Linked DNA regions of Mus musculus: region 1 is linked to region 2. Evidence: chromatin contacts called from public promoter capture Hi-C data. All regions are on one chromosome and are shown on one strand. Each heading gives the region's core, a stretch centred on a gene start, on an enhancer-like site or on the middle of the called end of the contact. The rest is flanking DNA. Distances are from core to core; before and after follow the strand shown. Region 1 holds the start of 4930519G04Rik (RIKEN cDNA 4930519G04 gene). Region 2 holds the start of 4930401G09Rik (RIKEN cDNA 4930401G09 gene).

What was found. Promoter capture Hi-C pulls out the DNA fragments that hold promoters and counts their contacts.
Region 1: a promoter capture Hi-C map of the C10 cell line shows a contact between it and region 2, with 2.3 times the contacts expected there. The contact joins the promoter of 4930519G04Rik here to the promoter of 4930401G09Rik in region 2. A contact is called at or near these places in 1 of 39 promoter capture datasets (the C10 cell line) and 1 of 9 other capture datasets (pancreatic islet).

What each region holds. Positions count from the first base shown.
Region 1 is chr5:114,851,146-114,856,173 of GRCm38.p6, forward strand. It overlaps 4930519G04Rik (RIKEN cDNA 4930519G04 gene), which reads left to right and starts at 2,569. Exons shown (of 12, transcript NM_026263.2): 1 at 2,569-2,713. It overlaps Mir6240 (microRNA 6240), which reads left to right and starts at 803; the gene lies at 803-919. It overlaps Gm9936 (predicted gene 9936), which reads right to left. Exons shown (of 1, transcript NR_164348.1): 1 at 3,878-5,028.
Region 2 is chr5:115,356,825-115,361,671 of GRCm38.p6, forward strand. 4930401G09Rik (RIKEN cDNA 4930401G09 gene) reads right to left here and starts at 3,299. Exons shown (of 2, transcript NR_163911.1): 1 at 3,096-3,299; 2 at 1,876-2,308. It also overlaps a transcript of Msi1 not described here.

The DNA.
Region 1 (5,028 bases), core at 1,319-3,818, 510 kb before region 2:
GCCACACTGAGTGGACATTTAGGGTATAATGTTGCGTTTCATCCTTTCATATTTACTGTTGCTCACATGTCTATAGTGAGTGTAAATTTCTAGGAGGCAAGCCTCAGGCCCAGCGAGCCTCCTCTGAGGTCCACCAGTTTCATTTCGAAACCATGACAAGCTCTTCATCACCCCACCCCACCCCGCCAAGCGTAGATCTGAAGGGAAGCCTGCACACATCTCCCCCACGACAGCAACCAACACCAACACCAACACCAACACCGCAGGAAAGCTGAATTGCAGCCCTAACACAGCTGAAAACACTTGTCGAAACCTGACATCACTAAGAGCGATTTAGACTCGGAGGCGTTCCGAAGAGAGAATCTGAGATGTCAGAGTGGGACGGCCATGGGGCTGCTTTGGGGGCGCAGCCAGGACTGTGCTGGAGAGTCATCGCCATCAAGTTAGTAGGGACATCTGATGGCCGAGGGATGTGACAGGAGCAGGTTCAGAAGAAACCTGGAGTGCGGGAGCCAGTGGCTATGGAAGGAACTTCACAGAGGCGCTCTGCCCCTGGCTGTGCAGGGCAGAGTTTGGTTGAGAGTTCCCAAGCGGTTCGCCCCCCAGAGCCGTGGTTTTCCCCCAGAGGCACCTCACCCAGCTGCTGACTTAGAACTGGCGCTGACCAGGGGAATCCGACTGTGTAATTAAAACAAAGCATCGCACTCGGGAAGCAGAGGCAGGCGGATTTCTGAGTTCCAGGCCAGCCTGGTCTACACAGAGAGTTCTAGGACAGCCAGGACTACACAGAGAAAACCCTGTCTTGAGAAAAACAAAACCAAAAAACCCCAAAGCATCGCGAAGGCCCACGGCGGGTGTTGACTCGATGTGATTTCTGCCCAGTGCTCTGAAGGTCAATGTGAAGAAATGTGACTCTCTTAAGGTAGCCAAATGCCAGGGGGTGGGGGTGGGAGGGGCCCTCCCTCTTATTCTACACCTCTCATGTCTCTTCACCGTGCCAGACTAAAGTCAAGCTCAAGCTCTCGGGGTCATCTTTCCCCGCTGATTCCACCAAGCCTGTTCCCTTGGCTGTGGTTTCATTGGATAGGGACAGTGGGAATCTCATTCATCCATTCTCGAGCCTCCCACGGAGCAGAAGGGCAAAAAAACAAAAAACAAAAAACAAAAAAAACCTTGCTTGATCTTGATACAGGTCTGTGAAATCGGGACCTCACGATCCTTCTGACCTTCTGGTTTTTAAAAAAGCAGGAGGTGTCAGAAAAGTGACCACAGGGGATAAACTGGCTTGTGGCCACCAAACCTTTACGGAAAAGGAGTATGAGGGGAGCCCTTGGGGATGGGGTGGGGGTGGGGGAGTCCACAACATCATCATGGACTCTGGTTTATGCTCTGTGTCCCCAGGGAGCCAAGGACATGTCTTCTATCTGGTCCACAAGACCTGTGTGACTCTGGGCACGTCACTTCATGGACTGTCAGATACATAATGTTCTACTTGCCGCACAGGGCTGATGTGGGGGTCACGGGGCTGACGACAATTCCTCCTGGGGAACTCCACGATACCATGCTCATGTGAACTCTGAACCTACCAAATGCCCCCCCTCCCCACCCCCCGAGTTTTCTGGCTACAGGAAACACCCTCACATATCTGGCTCTCTCCAGACATGTAGCACAGGCTGCTCAGGCACAGGCAGGAAGCACCGTTCCGTTTTCCTTCAGACTATGTGCAATCAATAGACTAAGCTTTATACCCTGAGAATAGTAGGTAACCAAAGGAGCGTTCTGGTAAGTAAGGCGAGAACTATCTAAGATGAGAACACCAAATCCCTTTCCCAGGCCCCGAGGCTTCTAATTGAGGCCGGCAGGCACCTGCCTGGGATCTGTGCCGATCACTATTGCCTTTTCTCTCTAAAAATGATTCCAGACTCTGCCCCTTGAGTGGTTTAAGTTTGCCATACACTGGGAGGCCCTCTTCCCGATGCAGCCATGGTTCAACTCGCCCCCGAGGCAGTGGGGGACAACAGAAGAAAAGGGTATCTGGGAGGCTCCCCTGGACATCCGTGCTCCTGTTTGGAATATGCTGTCTAAGCGTTGAGGCTCAGGGGCACAAGATGCAAAGATGCTAAGACATTCTAAGGGGAGAATACATGCAGCTACTGTAGTGCCGCAAGAGGCTCTGCATCCTTGTCAGGGGAATCCAAGACAGACCAGGAGGCGGCCGGCAAGGCCATCCTACTGTCTACCCCAGTTCAGCAGAGGCCTCTGGCACAGTAGCAGCCGAGTCCCTAATGAGCCAGAACTCGAGCAGCAGGCTCCACATGCAGAGTGGTGTAGCCACAGCCCCTTCTCAGCCTCCCTGTGTCCAGGCTGCTTTCCCTGAATGACCCCGCCCCAGCACAGGAGCTCCTCCCAGGAGCTGCTTCTTCACAGTGCTCCTCTAGCTCTGGCCAGTTCAGGCAGAGCTCATTATTTATGCAACTGTCACCTGGGCAGTTGGTCAGAATGTCCTGGGTTCCAAGCCAGTTGGGCGACACCAAGGTGGTCACCTGACTGGTTTTTTTTTCCCCCGACACACTAGAATTTAAGCATGTCTGGTGAAGAGGGTACCAGGTTACTAGTCCCTTAAGCCCACTGTCCCCTTCCAGTGTCCAGATAACTGAGGCCCCAGTACGCTTCTCTATAATACATTTTGACACTCGAAGAAACAGATTCGAAGGTGACCGACTGGGCAAGTGTGTGGAGATCTGTACTAGTCCCCTAGACTCTATGCAGGTGCCCCCTTTCCCTCTCTGCATTTTGCTTAAAGTGTCTCCATTCTTGCAAATCACCCATTTGTCTGAGTACTTCTGTGTCCAGTCCCTAGAGAATTACAAAAGTACAGGTGCTCTTGAGACCTTTCAACACAGGCCAACACACAGACAGATACACAGATGAATATACAGACATACAGACACACACAGAGATGCATATACAAACACACAGACACATACATATACACACATATACACATATACATACATGCATACAGACAGACAGACAGACAGACAGATGTACATACATACGTATATACAATCCCTAAAGAAGTCTGGTCATAAGACTTACTAGACAGCAGCTGTTATGGCGATTGAGATTGCTTTCAAAGAATTAGGCTAACACTCTAAAGTCTGAATCGCTGAGCGCATGCTCCTGCGCCATTTCCGCGCACAGTTCCTGGGATGGGCCTGGTTGTGGCAGAGAGAGAGAGTGCAGAAAAGACAAACACAGTTATGGGGTGGGGAAGCTGAGGGGTCTAAGCTCTAGGCTGGAGAAACCGCAGCGCCCTGGAAGCTTCACGTGTTTACAATTTAGAGTTGAACGGGGAGGAGGAGCTCGTGGCTGCCAAGGAGGCAGGGTTATCACCTAAAGATACACGAGGGACCAGAGTTTATGGCTTACAAGTGAACAAGGAGATGGGTGTAGCTGGTCTTGATTGGCACAGTCTCTGTAGGGGACAATCTTCAGGCCATACACATGCAGAGAGGTTATGGAGGACAGACAGACATGCCCACATGAAGGTCGTCAGAAGGAACCTGTCTGCTTAAAGGCAGAGCCGTCTGTGCCCGGTCTCTGAATGAAAGCTGACACATGTCTTTGTCTGCCTCCTCATGGCTCCTGCTGAAGTCCCTGGCTGACCTTGGCTTCCAGGTGTACCGCTCTACTACCCGACTGTCACCACGTGTCCCTGCTGCTTCCGTGTCTCTCTGGTCACACTTTCTTGTCCTCTGAGTGATGGTCATTCAAATAGAGTGCACACCATTGCAGGAGAAGCTCACCACAATAAAAGGGAACTGTCTCAGTCAGGGTTTCTACTCCTGCACAAACATCACCATCAAGAAGCAAGTTGGGGAGGAAAGGGTTTATTAAGCTTACACTTCCCACACTGCTGTTCATCACCAAAGGAAGTCAGGACTGGAACTCAAGCAGGTCAGGAGGCAAGAGCTGATGCAGAGGACATGGAAGGATGTTACTTACTGGCTTGCTTCCCCTGGCTTGCTCAGCTTGTTCTCTTATGGAACCCAAGACAACCAACCCAGGGATGGCCCCACCCACACTGCCAAACCCGCCCCCCCCCCCCCCCCGGCTTGACTTGATCACCAACCTAGAAAATGCCCCACAGCTGGATCTCATGGAGGCACTTCCCCAACTAAAGCTCCTTTCTAGCCAGTACAGGAACCGATTCTCAAATAAAGGCCTGGTCACTAATACCGAACATTTGACATGAACACTGGAGAACATGGTTCAGTCTATGACTTCCCTAAACAGCAGATTTGACCCAGCAGAGGAAAGAGCTTATACATCACTCAGTGCCAAGTCATAGTCAGCAGAAATACATGAACAAGCATCAAGTCAAACCCGTGGTAAAGATACGTAATGATAAGTAAGCTACCAGGCACATGGGGGATGGGTGGAAAGAGAATCTAGGAAGAGATGACAAGAATTTGTGAACCAGGAAGAGCCCTCAGCCCTCAGATCTTCATTAAAAGATCTTCATTAAACCTTCAACCAGGCATTAGCAAGCCAAAAACATGATAAAACTCACAACAAATTGATATGATTGGGGTCAAGAGAGGCAGAGAGCTGACAAAAGTCATTTATCACCTGTAGAGGGTCACTGAAGAACAACCCAGCTATAGACAGAAGGGGGAAAAGATGTGTTACAGACAGTGATGGGGGAGGGGAGCAACAGAATCTCGGGTACATTGCTGGGGATACCTAAGAAGAATGGCTATGCCGGTTCTGAAAATGTCAAAGAGCTACCATGTGGCTCAGCAATTCATACACCCAGGAGAAATAGAAGTCACATGGTCACCATGCCACTACCTAGAATAGACAAGCTGTGGGAAGAAGCCATTGTTATCAACTGATATATGAGAAAACAAAACTACAGCCATAAAAGAGGCACAGGTTGGTGCAGCACCTGTACAGCCCAGGTGCAGTGCAGGTGCAGCACAGGTATAGCTCAGGTGCAGCTCAGGTGCAATGCAAGCACAG
Region 2 (4,847 bases), core at 2,049-4,548:
AGAAAGAAAGAAAGAAAGAAAGAAAGAAAGAAAGGAAGGAAGGAAGGAAGGAAGGAAACAGGGTGTGGTAGTGAGTGCCTTTACCTGTAACAGAGGCAGGCTCTGAGTTTGAGGCTAGCCTGGTCTACTTAACGAGTTCTGGGACAACCAGGGCTACAAAGTGAGACCCTGTCTTGCTTGGCTATTTTTCCTTCCCTGTCTAGATCATTAAGCTTGTCCACTCCTGACTTCCCTCAGGCTGCTCTGGAAGGTTTCCTGATACTCCATACCTCACCTCTATCTGCCCTTTCCAGCCAGTCCCCAGCTCCCCACCTCCAACAGGAAGCCTCTCCGGATTAATTCCTACCCTCCCTCTGGCTTCTGGTCCTCCAGTGATGTCAAAGTTCTCTGCGCTCCTGAGTTCCCGGGGGGGGGGGTGGGGGGGTGGGGGGGTGGGGGGTGGGGGGGGTGGGGGGTGGGGGGGTGGGGGCGCTGGCACAGAGCAGAGCGGAGCACACAGGGATGAAAGTTCTGAGATGGAATTGGATTTAGATCCTGGTTCTGCTACTTTTGTTGAATAAATCATTTATCTGGGCCTTAGTGTTCTCAGGACTGAATGTGGTTTATGTGAAACACTTAGTATCTTGCTCCGTAAATGACAGCAATTATTTTTGTTGTTGTTGTTGTTTTGTTTTGTTTTGTTTTTCGAGGCAGGGTTTCTCTGTATAGCCCTGGCTGTCCTGGAACTCACTTTGTAGACCAGGCTGGCCTCGAACTCAGAAATCCGCCTGCCTCTGCCTCCGGAGTGCTGGGATTAAAGGCGTGCGCCACCATGCCTGGCTACAGCAGTTATTTTTAATTTTCTTTGTCTTGTTTGTATGTTTGTTTGGTTGGTTGGTTCGTTTTTGAGACAGAGCCTCACTGTGTAGCTCTGGCTATCCTGGAACTTGATATGTAGACCAGGCTGAGATGCAATCCCTCTTGCTTCCCCAGTGCTAGGATTAGATGTTGTGCCACAGGCTGGCTTCTGACTGAGCTAGTATTGATCATCCGCAGTTTCATTCAGTGAAAAAACGAGGCAGGTCCGGGATGTGGCTCAGCAGGTTGAGTGTTTGTTGGTCATGTAGGAAGCACTGATTTTGGCCCCCAAGTCCCTACTATACCTGGGCATCAAGGTGAACAGCAGCAACCCCAGCACTCCAGGAGTTAGGATGGTCCGAAAGGCAAGGTCATCCCGTGCTACACGGCTAGTCTCATCTACATGAGATCTTGTCTCAGAAAGAAAACAAAATCGAATCTGCTGGGCAGTGGTGACACATGCCTTTATTCCCAGCACTCCGGAGGCAGAGGCAGGCGGATTTCTGAGTTCGAGGCCAGCCTGGTCTACAGAGTAAGTTCCAGGACAGCCAGGGCTATACAGAGAAATCCTATCTCGAAAAAAAACACACACACAAAGAAAATCGAATCTAAGGCATGTGAGGATGTGTTTTGCAGTGCTGTGGTGCTGCTCACTGGTGGAGATCACTTTCTGCTCTGGCAGAGGATAATAAAGGGCCCAGAACCCAGATAGTGGGTCAGAACTTTACATAATTCCAGTTCCAGGGAATCCAACACGCTCTTCTGGTCCCCACGGGCACCAGAAATGCACATGGTACATGTAGGCAAAACACTCATATACATAAAATTAATAATGATGTAAAAAATATGGTCACCGGGCAGTGGTGGCACACACCTATAATTCCAGCACTTGGAAGGCAGAGGCTGGTGGATTTTTGAGTTCAAGGCCAGCCTGGTCTACAGAGTGAGTTCCAGGACAGCCAAGGCTACACAGAGAAACCCTGTCTCGAAAAAAAAAAAAAAAAAAAAAAAAGTCTATGAAAATACATTAAATGAGTCCCTACCACATTGTATTTAAACATTTTTTAGACGGAAAGGCTGCCTACAGTTTGTGTAGCTGCTATGCACATGTTTGAGGAAAGCTATATCTGGGCTTTTTTTCTTTTTAAACATTTGGCTATGAATGTATACTATTTGTGTTGTTTTAAAAAATCCTCCCATCCAAAAAAAAAAAAGATCCAAGGCTGTTCAGCTGCTACCGGGATTTCTGTCGCTCTTGTCAGTTCCATAGACTGTAAGTCACATGAGGACAAGAACCCTTTGGGCAGAGTTAAATCAGTCAAAGGACTGGGTAGGGGGTGGGTGTCCAGCACCTGCAGTACCGCTCGCTCCCAGTGGGTGGCAGGCTCCTCCTAGGCGGGCGCCGCCCAAAAGCCTGGGCCAGGGAAGTCCTGCCTTCGACCTTCAACGTGGCTGGTCTCCTCTCAGGTTCCTGGAAGGAGATGGAGGGAGGTGAAACCTGAGAAAGGAATACAGGGAGAGAGGTCGGCTCAACCCCGGGGGCTCTTTCTTCCGGCCTTCTTCTGAGGCTTCTCATCTTCCTCACATTGGTACAAGAAATCTTCAAGGTAGGCATGGTGGTGCTCCCCCCACCCCCACCCCCATTATCCCAGCACCAGGGAAACTAAGGCAGGAGAATGAAGAATTCCAGGCCAAAACACATGCCTTTCATCCCAGAACTGGGGAGGCAGAGACAGGAGAATCTCTGTCAGTTTGAAGCCAGCAGGGTCTGTCACTATGTATAGTGAATCCCTGGGTGCGTGAGGGATGGGAGTCTTCAGTTATTCTAGTCAGGCCTGTTATTCCAACGACTCTATATTCTGGAACAAAAAGATCACAAGTTCAAGGCCAGCTCCAGGCTGTAGATTGAGTGCCAGGCTAGTGTGGGCAACTTGGTAAGATCTGTCTCAAAACAGGAAATAAACGCTAGGCATGTACTTTTAAACGCAGCAATAGAAGACAGAGGCAGAAAGGACATTGCAAACTCAGGGCCAGCTGGGGCTTCGTGGTAAGAACCCGTATCAAAAACAAGACATGGACAAATTACGATTAAGAAGGCTGGGGATGTAGCTCAGCAGTCTGGCAATTGCCTAGCATGCCTGAGGCCCTGGGTTCAATCTCCAGCACCGCAAAAAAAAAAATTTTTAAGTAACAATCAAACAAATAAATAAGTTAGAAAAGAAAAGGAGAAAGGAATTGGGACAAAGCAAAGTGCTTACCTAACTGCACAAGGCCTGCGCTCTGTCTGTCCCTAGCACTGTGATAAAAACAGCTGTGGTAATAAATGCCTGTTATCCCAATATTCAGGAGGCGGGGGCAGGAGAATCAGGGGCTCAAGGTCATTACGTAGCAAAACCAAGGCCAGCCTGGGCTACAGGAGATCCAGTCAGAGAGCTCTGAGAATCCTCATTTCCTGTAGGAGTGGGAGTAGATAAGAAATACGAAGAAAAGTCCCATCCCTCCCCCAGGAACTGGGCACAGAGCAGAAGGCAGGAACCTTTCCTGAAAATCTGCATAACTCAGAACTCACCTGACAGTTGATTTACTGCCCTGCTTGGTATTCCCTTTGATCTTCAGGTGGTGGTGAGTTGTCTGAAGTGGGGGGCAGGGACACACACACACACACACACACACACACACACACACACACTCACTCACTCGGGTTCTCTAACAGAGCTGCAGGCCCTGAGCCACCTCCTCAGCTTTTGGTTTGTTTGCTGCTTCATTGGTTGGTTGGTTGTTCTTTTCTTTTTAATGACTTCTTTGTTTTTATTTCGCGGGAACTGGTGTTCTGCCTAAGTGTGTGTCTGTGTGAGGGCGTTGGATGCTGTGGAGTTGCAGGCAGTTGTGAGCTGCGATGCGGGTGCTGGGGATTGAACCCTGGTCCTTTGGAAGAACAGCCAGGGCTCTAACCACTGAGCAGTCGCCCCAGCCCTGTTTGTTTTTAAGTAAGGGTCTCACTATATAGCTCAGGCTGGCCTTAAATTCCCACCCTTTTGCCCTAGCCTCCTGAGTCTCTCCCTCCTCCTCCTCCTCTTCCTCCTCCTCTTCCTCTTCCTCCTCTTCCACCTAGTTTTTTTCCTAACTTTTATTTACCATCTCTGGTAAGAAATCGAGAGAGCAAGAGAGTGAGAGAGCAAGCAAGAGAGTTCAGTAGTCAGTGCAAGCGGAGATCAGAGGACAGCTTTCAGGAGTTGGTTGTCTCTCGCACCACGTGGGTCTTAGGGAACTGAACTAAGATTTTTAGGCTTCATGTTTTTGTTGTTTTTGTTTTTTGGTTTTTTTTTTGTTTTTTCTTTCTTTTTTTTTTTTTTTTTTTTTTTGGTTTTTTGATACAGGGTTTCTCTGTATAGCCCTGGCTGTCCTGGAGCTCACTTTGTAGACCAGGCTGGCCTTGAACTCAGAAATCCGCCTGCCTCTGCCTCCGGAGTGCTGGGATTAAAGGCGTGCGCCACCACGCCCGGCTTAGGCTTCATGTTTAGTGCCTTAATCAATGACTCACCTCTCACCTCACCCCTCTGTCTTCTTTAATAACCGCAGGTCAGGGATCTGGGCAGTAGCTCAGCTAATAAAGTGCTTGCCTTACAAGCATTCAGACCCCAGGTTCAATTCCTAGAACCCATGTGGAGAAAATTAAAATAAAATAATATAATATAATAAAAAAAGAAAGAGAAGGAGGAAAAGTGAAAATCCCAGCACTTGGGAAATGAGACCAGAGGACTCCTAGGGCTCGACAGCCACTGTAGCCTAGTTGGTGAGGTTCGTGAGATTCAGGCCTGCCAAAGAAAAAGCTCCAGTCTTTAAAGAACAATACCCAAGGTTATTCTCAGGCTTCTACCTACACGCGCGCACATATACACACACGCCTGTGCACCTGCACACACACATCTGTGTAATCCCTCCACCTGTTCACCTGCATATACCTGTGCATCCTCACACACCCGCACATGCACACTAATTGTAGATAAGAC